2 separate regions of the Zea mays genome follow, and region 2 is linked to region 1. Evidence: chromatin contacts called from public Hi-C data. All regions are on one chromosome and are shown on one strand. Each heading gives the region's core, a stretch centred on a gene start, on an enhancer-like site or on the middle of the called end of the contact. The rest is flanking DNA. Distances are from core to core; before and after follow the strand shown.

Evidence for each region. Hi-C and Micro-C count contacts between places; a contact is called where the count stands out from the background.
Region 2: a contact with region 1 is called in a Hi-C map of endosperm, with 2.4 times the contacts expected there. The contact joins the enhancer-like site here to the promoter of LOC100274189 in region 1. A contact is called at or near these places in 10 of 25 Hi-C or Micro-C datasets (bundle sheath, ear, endosperm and 5 more) and 2 of 3 datasets of contacts at active chromatin or transcription factors (leaf and seedling).

What each region holds. Positions count from the first base shown.
Region 1 is chr8:168,107,976-168,113,229 of Zm-B73-REFERENCE-NAM-5.0, reverse strand. It overlaps LOC100274189, which reads left to right and starts at 3,174. Exons shown (of 3, transcript NM_001320113.1): 1 at 3,174-3,616; 2 at 4,107-4,187; 3 at 4,688-5,254. The coding sequence starts at 3,424. The coding sequence ends at 5,100.
Region 2 is chr8:168,147,135-168,152,388 of Zm-B73-REFERENCE-NAM-5.0, reverse strand. It overlaps LOC103636355 and the pseudogene LOC103637479. Among protein-coding and RNA genes, the nearest start is that of LOC100192652, 7.0 kb to the left of the region's middle. Within about 2 kb of position 2,063, at least 19 of the 20 cell types and tissues checked have an H3K27ac peak or open chromatin away from gene starts, as enhancers often do. A contact at or near this core is called in bundle sheath, ear, endosperm and 5 more, where this site is marked.

The sequences.
Region 1 (5,254 bases), core at 1,925-4,424:
CCGCGCCAAAAAAGGTACGCCACGTCGTTCGATTTCGTATCCTTTTCCTTTTTTCCTCTTTCTCTATCTCTTGCAACAGGGACCGGGAAAGGGGGATACCCCGAAAAGGATCCTTCCCTGTGAAGGAACCGGGCTCCGGCCCCCCTACTGATCAGAGGTTCGAAGGCTGGCCCCCCGAGGGGTTCAACAGCCGCCTCAGATCGCGTGGGCCCTACACCCACTACTGGTCAGAGGTTCGAAGGCCGGCCCCCCGAAGGGCTCCACGGCCGCCTCAGGCTACTCGGGCTCCGCGCCCATTACTGATCAGGGGTTCGAAGGCTGGCCCCGAAGGGTTCACAATCGCCTCAGACGCCGAGCGAGGGATGACCAGGGGTACGTTCGATACATAGCCGAGGCTCGGGCTGCGCTCCCGAGGTACCCTAGGACATTTCCGAGACCAGCGGGAGCGATCTTGTAACGGAATCCCATCGGAGGGAGGCATCGAGCCCTCGGACCCCGTCGCTAGGGGACCGGGTCCGGCAGATCACCCGCAGGTACTTTTGGGCGTGCCTCTGGGCCCCTAGCCGACCCCCAACGAACGGGGCACGGACGTCCACTCGGATTACCCGCTTGCAGCTCACCGGAGACACCATGTTCGGTGCCCATCGAGGGTAACATGGCGCTCTCCCCCCCTCCTCCTTGCGGAAAGGCGACGTAGGGGCGTATGTAAAAAAGCCGAGTCTGTCCCTGATCGCCCTCTCGCCCTGTGCGGAGGCTCGGGGGCTGCTCTCGCAAACCCGGCTCCGGCCGAACCGTTGACAGCGTCAACATACCAGCCCGAGAACTTGGGCCCCGACCGTGCACCCGGGCTACGACCAGTTCGCATGAGGGAACAACCAGACCAGCTGAAGCATTACGCGAGGCATTAAGACCTCGAAGGAGTGAAACCACTCCTCCGAGGCCTCGGGGGCTACACCCGGCGGGTGCGCTCGCGCGCACCCACCGGAACAAAATGCAACCGAGAAAGGCTGGTCCCCTTGCAAAAAAGTGCGACGAAAGCCTCCAAGCGAGTGCTAACACTCCCTTCGAGGCTCGGGGGCTACTGTCGGGGACCATAATTAGGGGTACCCTCAAGACTCCTAATTCTCAGCTGGCAACCCCCATCAGCATAAAGCTGCAAAGGCCTGATGGGTGCGATTAAGTCAGGGATCAGTCCATACGAGCGACTCGATCACGCCTCGCCCGAGCCTAGCCTCGGACAAGGGCAGCCGACCCCGAGGGATTTCCGTCTCGCCCAAGGCCCCCCTCCAATGGTAGACACATCTCCGGCTCGCCCGAGGCCTTGCCTTCGCTAAGAAGCAATCCTGACTAAATCGCCGCGCCGACCGACCGAGTCGCAGGAGCATTTAACGCAAAGGTGGCCTGACACCTTTATCCTGACACGCGCCCCCCGGCAGAGCCGAAGTGACCGTCGTCACTTTGCCGCTCCACTGACCGGTCTGACAGAAGGACAGCGCCGCCTGCGCCACTCCGACTGCAGTGCCACTTGACAGAGTGAGACTGACAGGCAGTCAGGCCCTGCCAAAGGCACCATAGGAAACTCCGCTCCGCCCGATCCAGGGCTCGGACTCGGGCTAAGTCCCGGAAGACGGCGAACTCCGCTCCGCCCGACCCAGGGCTCGGACTCGTGCTAAGTCCCGGAAGACGGCGAACTCCGCTCCGCCCGACCCAGGGCTCGGACTCGGGCTAAGTCCCGGAAGACGGCGAACTCCGCTCCGCCCGACCCCAGGGCTCGGACTCGGGCTCAGCCCCAGAAGACGGCGAACTCCGCTCCGCCCGACCTAGGGCTCGGACTCGGGCTAAGTCCCGGAAGACGGCGAACTCCGCTCCGCCCGACCCCAGGGCTCGGACTCGGGCTCAGCCCCAGAAGACGACGAACTCCGCTTCGCCCGACCCCAGGGCTCGGACTCCGCCTTGGCCTCTGCCGAACGACCTCCGCCTCGCCCGACCCAGGGGCTCGGACTCGGCCTCGGCCAAGGAAGACAGACTCGACCTCGGCTTCGGAGGAGCCTCCACGACGCCCAACCTAGGGCGCAGGCCAGCCACGTCAGCAGGAAGCGCCATCATCAATCTACCCCGAGCCGACTCGGGCCGCAGAGAACAAGACTGATGTCCCATCTGGCTAGCTCTGCCAGATAGGCAATGATGGCGCCCCGCAAGCTCTGTGACGACAGCGGCTCTCAGCTCTCTTACGGAAGCAGGAGGACGTCAGCAAGGACTCAACCGCTCCGACAGCTGTCCCTCCGCCAGGCTCCGCCGCTCCTCCGACGGCCACGACATCACACCAACTGGGTGCCAAGATCTCTCCGGCTGCCACATTGGCATGTACTTAGGGCGCTAGCTCTCCCCGCTAGACACGTAGCACTCTGCTACACCCCCATTGTACACCTGGATCCTCTCCTTACGCCTATAAAAGGAAGGACCAGAGCCTTCTTAGAGAAGGTTGGCCGCGGGGGACGAGGACGAGACAAACGCTCTCTTGGAGCCGCTCGCTTCCCTCACCCGCGTGGACGCTTGTAACCCCCTACTGCAAGCGCACCCGACCTGGGCGCGGGACGAACACGAAGGCCGTGGGATTTCCACCTCTCTCACGCCCGTCTCCGGCCACCTCGCTTCCCCTTCGCGCTCGCCCACGCGCTCGACCCATCTGGGCTGGGGCACGCGGCACACTCACTCGTCGGCTTAGGGACCCTCGGTCTCGAAACACCGACAACTAGATTCAACCTGTTTGTAGCGACTTTGGTGAAGATCTTGTAACTAACATTCAAGAGGCAAATGGGTCTATATTGCTGTATTAGATTCGCATCTTGCATCTTATATGTATCTAGTGTTTGGAAACCGTAACATTGCGATTTGTATATGCCCTAAGGCCAGCTCTAATAACATCATGTATGCGGATGTATATAACACTATTTTATACTGTATATGCACTATTTATACAGAGTAGTTTAAATTAGAGAGTGAGATAAGGATATAGAGTGCGCCAGAGATAGTCTACACCTCGTGTGAAAATTCCACCATCGGAAAATTTTCCGTGGATCGCCAATGTTTTTGTCGTCTTTGCTCCCCAGCTCTTTTTCCCACGCCCATTTCTCAAAAAGCGAGGGCATGACCGCCCCGGCGTCGCCGCACTGTTTCCTAGTAAAAGACGCCCACTCTTTGGCTCCTCGCCTCCCTCCTCCCCTCCGTCTCATCTCCTCCCTGTAGGCTGTAGGAGCATTCGTGTGTTCACCTTTTGCTCCCCCACGTTGATCCTTGACCCTCGTACTCCTTTCTTGATTCCTTCTCCGTGGGATCTCTTGCCAGGAGTAACCTGCCCCGTGTCCGCGCTCGCACTCGCACAGACATGCTTCTTGCCGCGTCTTGAAAGGGGAGAAAGTGAAGATGGGTGCTTGCGCTTCAGTTCACAAGGACCCGGGGTACCCCAAGGAGCAGTTTCTTGACTCGCCCACCAAGGCGGAAGCTGCAAACGAGAAGGGCGGCTGCGGCGGCGGTGACGATGACTTTGCTGATTTCAAGTCCAAGGTCGACGCTGAGCAGCAGCGGGCAGAGTTGAACCCCAAGAGCCCGGATTCTGGTACGCGTGATGGATGGGTGTTTGTTTTTTTGGTCTTTTTCTGAAGTGATGTTCCGATTTTATCTTCTATAATCAGTTACTGTTGTTTATTGAAGATCTTTGGAGGTAAAGATTCCGTAAAGAGCAGATGAGCAGTCAGTTCTTTACGTTAAAAGGAAACCTTTTGGTTTGTTTATTCATATACTGGGCTCTTGATTTCAGGATTTGGCAACGAAATCATTGCATTAATCGCTTCTGGCGATCAGTTAGTTTTGTAGGGGCGCGGATGATCTTGAACGGAAAATGCTTACTGATTTTGGTTTCTTGTAATGGAAAAGGAGTTTTTTTGTCCAAAAATCAATTGCTACCTCTTGAATTATCAACCTGCCAAGTAGTAAATAATCGTTCTGTGTTTCTGTTTTTCCTTACTTCTTTGATTAGTCTCTTAGCTGAAATTCGTCAAACGCGTATACAAAAATTACTACTATTTTATATGGAATTTAATTTCCAGGTAGCAAGGATGAAGTGTTCTTCGAATCTCGAGCTTGGTTAGATTCCGACTGCGAGGATGACTTCTACAGCGTGAATGGAGGTAATCGAACCTTTACACACGTTTATTTACTATAAATGTTTAAAGAAGTTTCAATCTAGTTTTAGAGATAGCTTCTCATACCCTGGCCCTGCATACTGAGATTTCTTTGGCACCAGCTGTCAAGTTGATCGTGTCATTTCCTTTTTTAGGTTCTCCTATTACTATACCAGAAGCATGATCAATGTGGATTGTTCCTTTAGGATACAGCTTTATCTGTCTCTAGAATCTAATGGACCTAATTTATATTTTGATTGCCAAAAAGTGGATGCCTTTGATTTTGTCTTTGGGCGCTATCATTATGGACATGGACCCCCACCTTTAGTTTCATAACCTATCCCATGTGGTCCTCTATCAATCACTCTACACTCTAGCAATATCTTGGAAACATAACATATTCATTTATTGGCTTTGACATTATCAAGGGAGTTCTGATGCACCCAAGTTTATCCCATGTGATTTGCTTCAGTTGCCGCATAATCTTAAGTTGCGCCCTTATGCAGATTTCACTCCATCTCGTGGCAGCACACCCATCCATCAGCCCAGAGCGCAGACGGTGATGAGCAACATCTTTCAACCAGACACGCACGGTTCCAAATCACCGGAGCCTTCTCCAACTGGACGGAGGAAGCTAGCTGAGCTCCTGCAGGAGGCAATGCAAAACGGCCCCGAAGAAAGCACCGACCAGGAGCTGCAGTTGCGGTCTGTTGCCGCAGATGGGAAGCCGGTGTCTGAATCCACATCCAGCTCCGCTTGCAGCACTGTGACGACTCCGATCGCAGTCGCTAACGCCAAGAGCCGGAAGGAGAAGGCGTGGTACACCGGACGCTGTTGCCTGCCGAGCTTTGTTCATAGCCTGACCTTAGATGAGAGTGAGAGGGCGCAGAAGATGAGCTCTAGGCCATGTGCTGTTTGACAGTGGGGCTCCAGTGCCCTCACGGCTCATGCCCTGAGCTATACTGTAAAGGAGAAGTATTAAGAGTACTGTATGTATAGAGAGAGGGTAATCAAGTGGATAATAGCTACTAGTTAAATGCTCTGCACACCATGTTTATCAATTGCCCTTACCT
Region 2 (5,254 bases), core at 814-3,313, 40 kb before region 1:
AGCTGCTTATGCGTCACAAACTGCAATGATAAACACTATAGGAAGGGGTGTTTGGTATATGATAAATCAGATGCCTAATATGGTGTTTGGGTTAAGGAATAAGCTAATTCACCGTCTTCTCATTTCTGATTTTTTTGGTTGTGAAATAAAATGAATTGATACATCGTCACACCATTCTTCATAATTAGTTAGTACTAATATAAGGAATTAGATTATCCCACCAAATTTGAGGAATGTACTCATCACTCATGATATCTTATCTTATTTTGGATGTAGTGATTTCTCAAACCAAACACTCTTAAATGTCCATTACGAATACTAAATATAGTATAATCTAAAAACTAATTGAACACATAAAGGCTAAACAGTGAGACAAAATTATTAAGTCTAATTAATCTATATCCCTATATAATCCACTAATTTTAACTTTACAAAAACTTAACCAACCAAATCACCTCCACCCATAACCTTCTCTAAATCTACCAAACGAAACACACCCACACATATTATACCCTCAAAACCAACAGATCAGATTGATAGATAACCATTGTTTCTCTTACTCACTCAAATACAATGGTTAGTGTTATCGACTCGCCGTCTCTTTCCTCTCGCTTGCACCGCTGCCAACCCCTTCCCTCCTGGGGACCATAGCGTTACTGCATTAGTGCGAGCGGCCCCTCCCCAGGACCACTACGTTAACACGGATTAAAAAGTTAACCTTCCTTTCAAACAAGCTTTCTTTGCTAGTCTATGATTAACAAATATTTACTGTAGCATCATATGGACGAATCATAGACTAATCGGATTGAACAGATTTGTCTTGTCGTTTAATCCTCATCGTGTAACTACTCCTTCATTAGACTATATTTAATACTTCTAGCCTCGTCTGAACGGGATAAAATTTAGTAAATCCAAACACTGCCTAAATAACATGTGGGCAACTTCATTCCCATCATATCCATGACAACAATGTAGGTAGGTTTGGTAGACGATTAGGGCTAGTTTGGGAGTTAGAAAACCGGAGGGAATTGGAGGGGCTAAATTCCCCTTGTTATTTAATTTTGAATGAGAAGGGAAATTTAGTCGCTCTGATTTTGTGGCTCCCAAACTAACTCTTAGCTTTTGCATTGTACAACCATAAATCCATTTCATCTCTAAAAAGAATCAGACGAGTGTAGGAACAACCTTTTGCCCGAATATTTCTCCAAAGGTCAAACTACTAGAATAACTAGGAGAAGACAAAGATCAACCACTTGGCCACGTTAAAAAAAGGCCAACGCAACAGGAGTAAAAAGAAGGGTTCGATCCAGCTTCCAGCAAAGCAGGAGGCGCGGTAAATAAATTAGAAGACCTGTTATTCTCAATAGAAATTTCGTGGCACTATTTCCAACACCGTCATATCATGAAAAGTGTCATAAAACTAAGGATAAAACAAAGTCTATCAATACAAAAATTTACTTCACTATTACATAAAATTAAAATATCAATTAAATGTTGCAACTCAATAACTAATAGAAATTAGTAGAATATGTGAAGATAAAACAAACCATTCTCAATGAAGATTTCACACGGTTTTCAAGACCTTGAAAACGGGTTGACATGATTCTATCTCCACAAAACTAGTTTCATCTAATAAAACTCAATCTATTAAATGGTATGCCATGTCATAAAACATATGACGTGTCACACTATTAAATATGCATGAAATTACCATAAAACTATTATTGAGAATAGCTTTATGGCCATCACAAACAATGTGTAATACTTGATCGCTTCAAATATTCCTACCTAATAGCACTAGTTGAACACAGATATCCACTCCGCTCGCGGATCAACAATGGGAAATGAAATGACACACACATTAAGATAAGGGCACGTAGAACCTAGAACCCACGACATGATACTCCCAATTATAGACTCAGGGCGTCGGGAGGTTCAAGTCAATCAATTGTCGTGGCATGGACATCTGGAGGTTGGGACAAACCGGAACTCCGGCAACCATCGTGTCACCGCACCGTCGTCTTGTTCGCCGCCAGTAAGGAACAGGAAGGTCACTGGCGTTTGTTTTTGTCATGGTATACCGTGTACGTACAGTACCGTATGCGCTACCTGTCTGTCTAACCTCTCACGGTCTCAATTCACCTGAAGAATCTGAATGGGTCTTGTGATCTGGACGGGGGCCACGCGTCGGCGTCGCTGCGGATGCCGTGGGTCGGCGGGGAGAACAGCGATGGACGTGGCGGTGTACGAGTACGTACCTGGGAAGGATGGCGATGGTCGGCGTCAATCGAATTCAGGTCACTGGGAGTCTGGGACTCTGGGAGCGGGAGAGCTGGCTGGTGGTTGAGGGCCCATGCTCGAGCGCTGTGGGCCTCGTGCAATCAACATGCCCGTAACGCGAGAGCGAAAGCCCATGAGGACCGCTTCGTTGGGCTGGGCTCCGCTCCCGTAATATGGAAGTGCCGAGTGGATTGGTTTCTTGCTCCCACCTCCAGGTGAGGTCCAGGCTCTGATCATGCATGCACCCAATCCATTGCCATCTTTGACTGGTACGGTTACGCTGCGTCAGCCGGTCGTCGATGTCTTACTCATTGCCGACCTGATGACCGATCGATCTGATTGATGCGTGCTTCCTCTTTGACGTACGTGCGTGTGTCTTCTGCCCTCTATAATTGTTTTCTGTGTGAAAAAAACACGGTTACTCGTTATCATATCTGCATGTGTGAGCTAGCAGTGTGAAGACGACACGATTACATTCATGCGATTCATGTGTAGCATTCGAAATTATTGCAGGACTATTTTCTGGCTTCAGTGGTGGAGCGTGTCATCACGAATTCCCGTTCCTTTGATTCTGTTACGGTTCTTTATTAGGCCCCGTTTAACATGCCGATATCCAAGCCAGACCGGTAACCAAGTCAACCTAAGATAAAGTGGAACATGGCTTGTTACTCATTCCTAGTCACCAGACCATTTTCAGATCAGGAACCAATCCAGGAGACAGACAACCTAGACTCATTCCAGACCGAAAATTGAGGGAGAAGAGTTGAAATCAGGTGGGATTGTTTTCGGCCCAGCTTAAAAAGGACATTGCTAATTCTAACCTAGACTGATTTATTCCACCTGGAACTAGTCCGGAATATAGATGTCCAAACGGGCCACCCGGCCCAGACCCGGCCCGAACCCGTTTCGGTCCGGTGCGTATAGGGCCGGGCCAGGCACGGCCCGTTAATGCTTCGGGCCGGGTCGTGCTGGCCCACGTGCCTAGGGACATGCCCAAACCCGGCACGAACAGAGAAAAATCGTGTCGGGCCGGCCACTGGCCCGAACCATATTAATTCACAAGATAATATCATATTAATACAAATATAATATCATACTAGGTGAGTGCCCGTGCGTTGCAACGGAAACATATAATACTACAATAACTTATATATAAATATATCCGTGCGTTGCTACGAAATCAATATGATAAAACACATTGATATGCAAAAACACTAATTGTTATTTTTTTTATTTTGTACTTTTATTAGCATCACTAAAAGTGGATGTATATAACACATACAAGGACATGTGCTTTGTCATTTATAAAAAATAAACAATATTGTAGCGAATATTAAAACATCTTAAATAAAACACATTTATTCCATAGAAGGATAGTGCATTATACAATACTCGTGTGCGCGCCAGGTAATGAAGTCGTTGAAATAACTTAAGTCCATTCTTCAACTTCTCATTCTCCAAGTACATCAACCACCCCACTATAGTTCTTGGCCCCAAACGTCATCAATGTGTTTTAGGTTCTCTTATGTCACACAAACATCAGTGTTGTAGTTTTAGGTTCTCTTATCCGCATAATAACCACAACAAAATGTTGTTTTACAAAGAAAGAGCTATTAAAACAAAGATAAACTACATTGCTGGAACAAAATAAAACATGAAAATGAAGTTACGTGACATAACTGAGTGTGGCAATGAGATAAACACAAGTGGTTAACATCTCTTTGTTGAGTATACAAAGAAACAACACAAATAACTCCAATTTGCAATGAGCAAATATGAATCATAAGCACACTTATTTATGCAACACTATGATGCTCTCTTATTGAACCTGTTCCAGAATCCAGATATAATTCGTGTGTCAGGTTTATTTATGGTGATAAAGTCAAAGTCGTCAATCATAAGACCCAAATTGTTAATTAGGAATGAAGTGGAATATAATTGCACAAGCAATCGCTGCCTGTATAGAATCTAAAGAGTACTTTGTTCAAGTGTGAACTACAAGAGGATGAGATGAAACTTACAGCACCACGGGTACCACAATTAAAAAATTTCTGCTCCGAGTAAGTTGCTGACCATTGTCTTTTTCCTCCCACCGTGTCAATCTGTTGTAGATGCATTGGTCATCAGTAGCAAACAAGGTTCTTTTCCTCCAATGGAAGAAGTGGTAAGTTATTTGAAAATAGCACATTTCAAGTGTGTCAACTGAAACCCAAGAGGCAAGGAACACAAATGGCAAAGAGTTGATTTTTTTCACTTAAGTCCCACCCATTCACAACCCATGTGTTTCTTAACTGAGATATCTCTATTACTTATTAAAGCTGCAATAGTAGTCGGCCATTCCCTGTTCTGCCCATTCCTGTTCTGCCTTTCTGATTCCCTCCTCCTCGTGTTCTGCCCATTCCTGTTCTGCCTTTCCGATTCCCTCCTCCCCGCGCATAGTCCATTCTCATGTTCTGCCACCATTCTATATCTATCATTCTCATTCCCCCTCCCCGCAAAGCTCATTCTCATTCCCATTCCCCCGTACAGCCGACGTCTAGCTAAAATTAAAAAATACACATAGCCCCAAGGGGATTCGAACTCACGACCTCTCAAGCAAATGTCAGCAATAGTTACCACTACACCACATGCGGGTTTATGTCTACACCTATAACAGGAAACACATCTATTACATCTCTCCTCAAGCTCACCTGCTATCCTTGCATAATGCGTAGTAGTAGATAAGTATCACCAAAATTCTTGATTTATATTTTTGGATGGAGGGAGTAGTATTTAAAAAAGAGCCTTGCATGCAATTTCTTTTGTTTGAATAATGTTTTCAACTTAAATTCCTTTTTTGCATGTGTGACATTTATTCTTCATAATATTTTTTCCCCGTGAATCTGACTTGTGAGTCATTTTTATAAACCAATACCAAACATGAATCAATGTTTCTTACTTGAAAACCCCGAACAAACACCATTAGTAGGAGGCA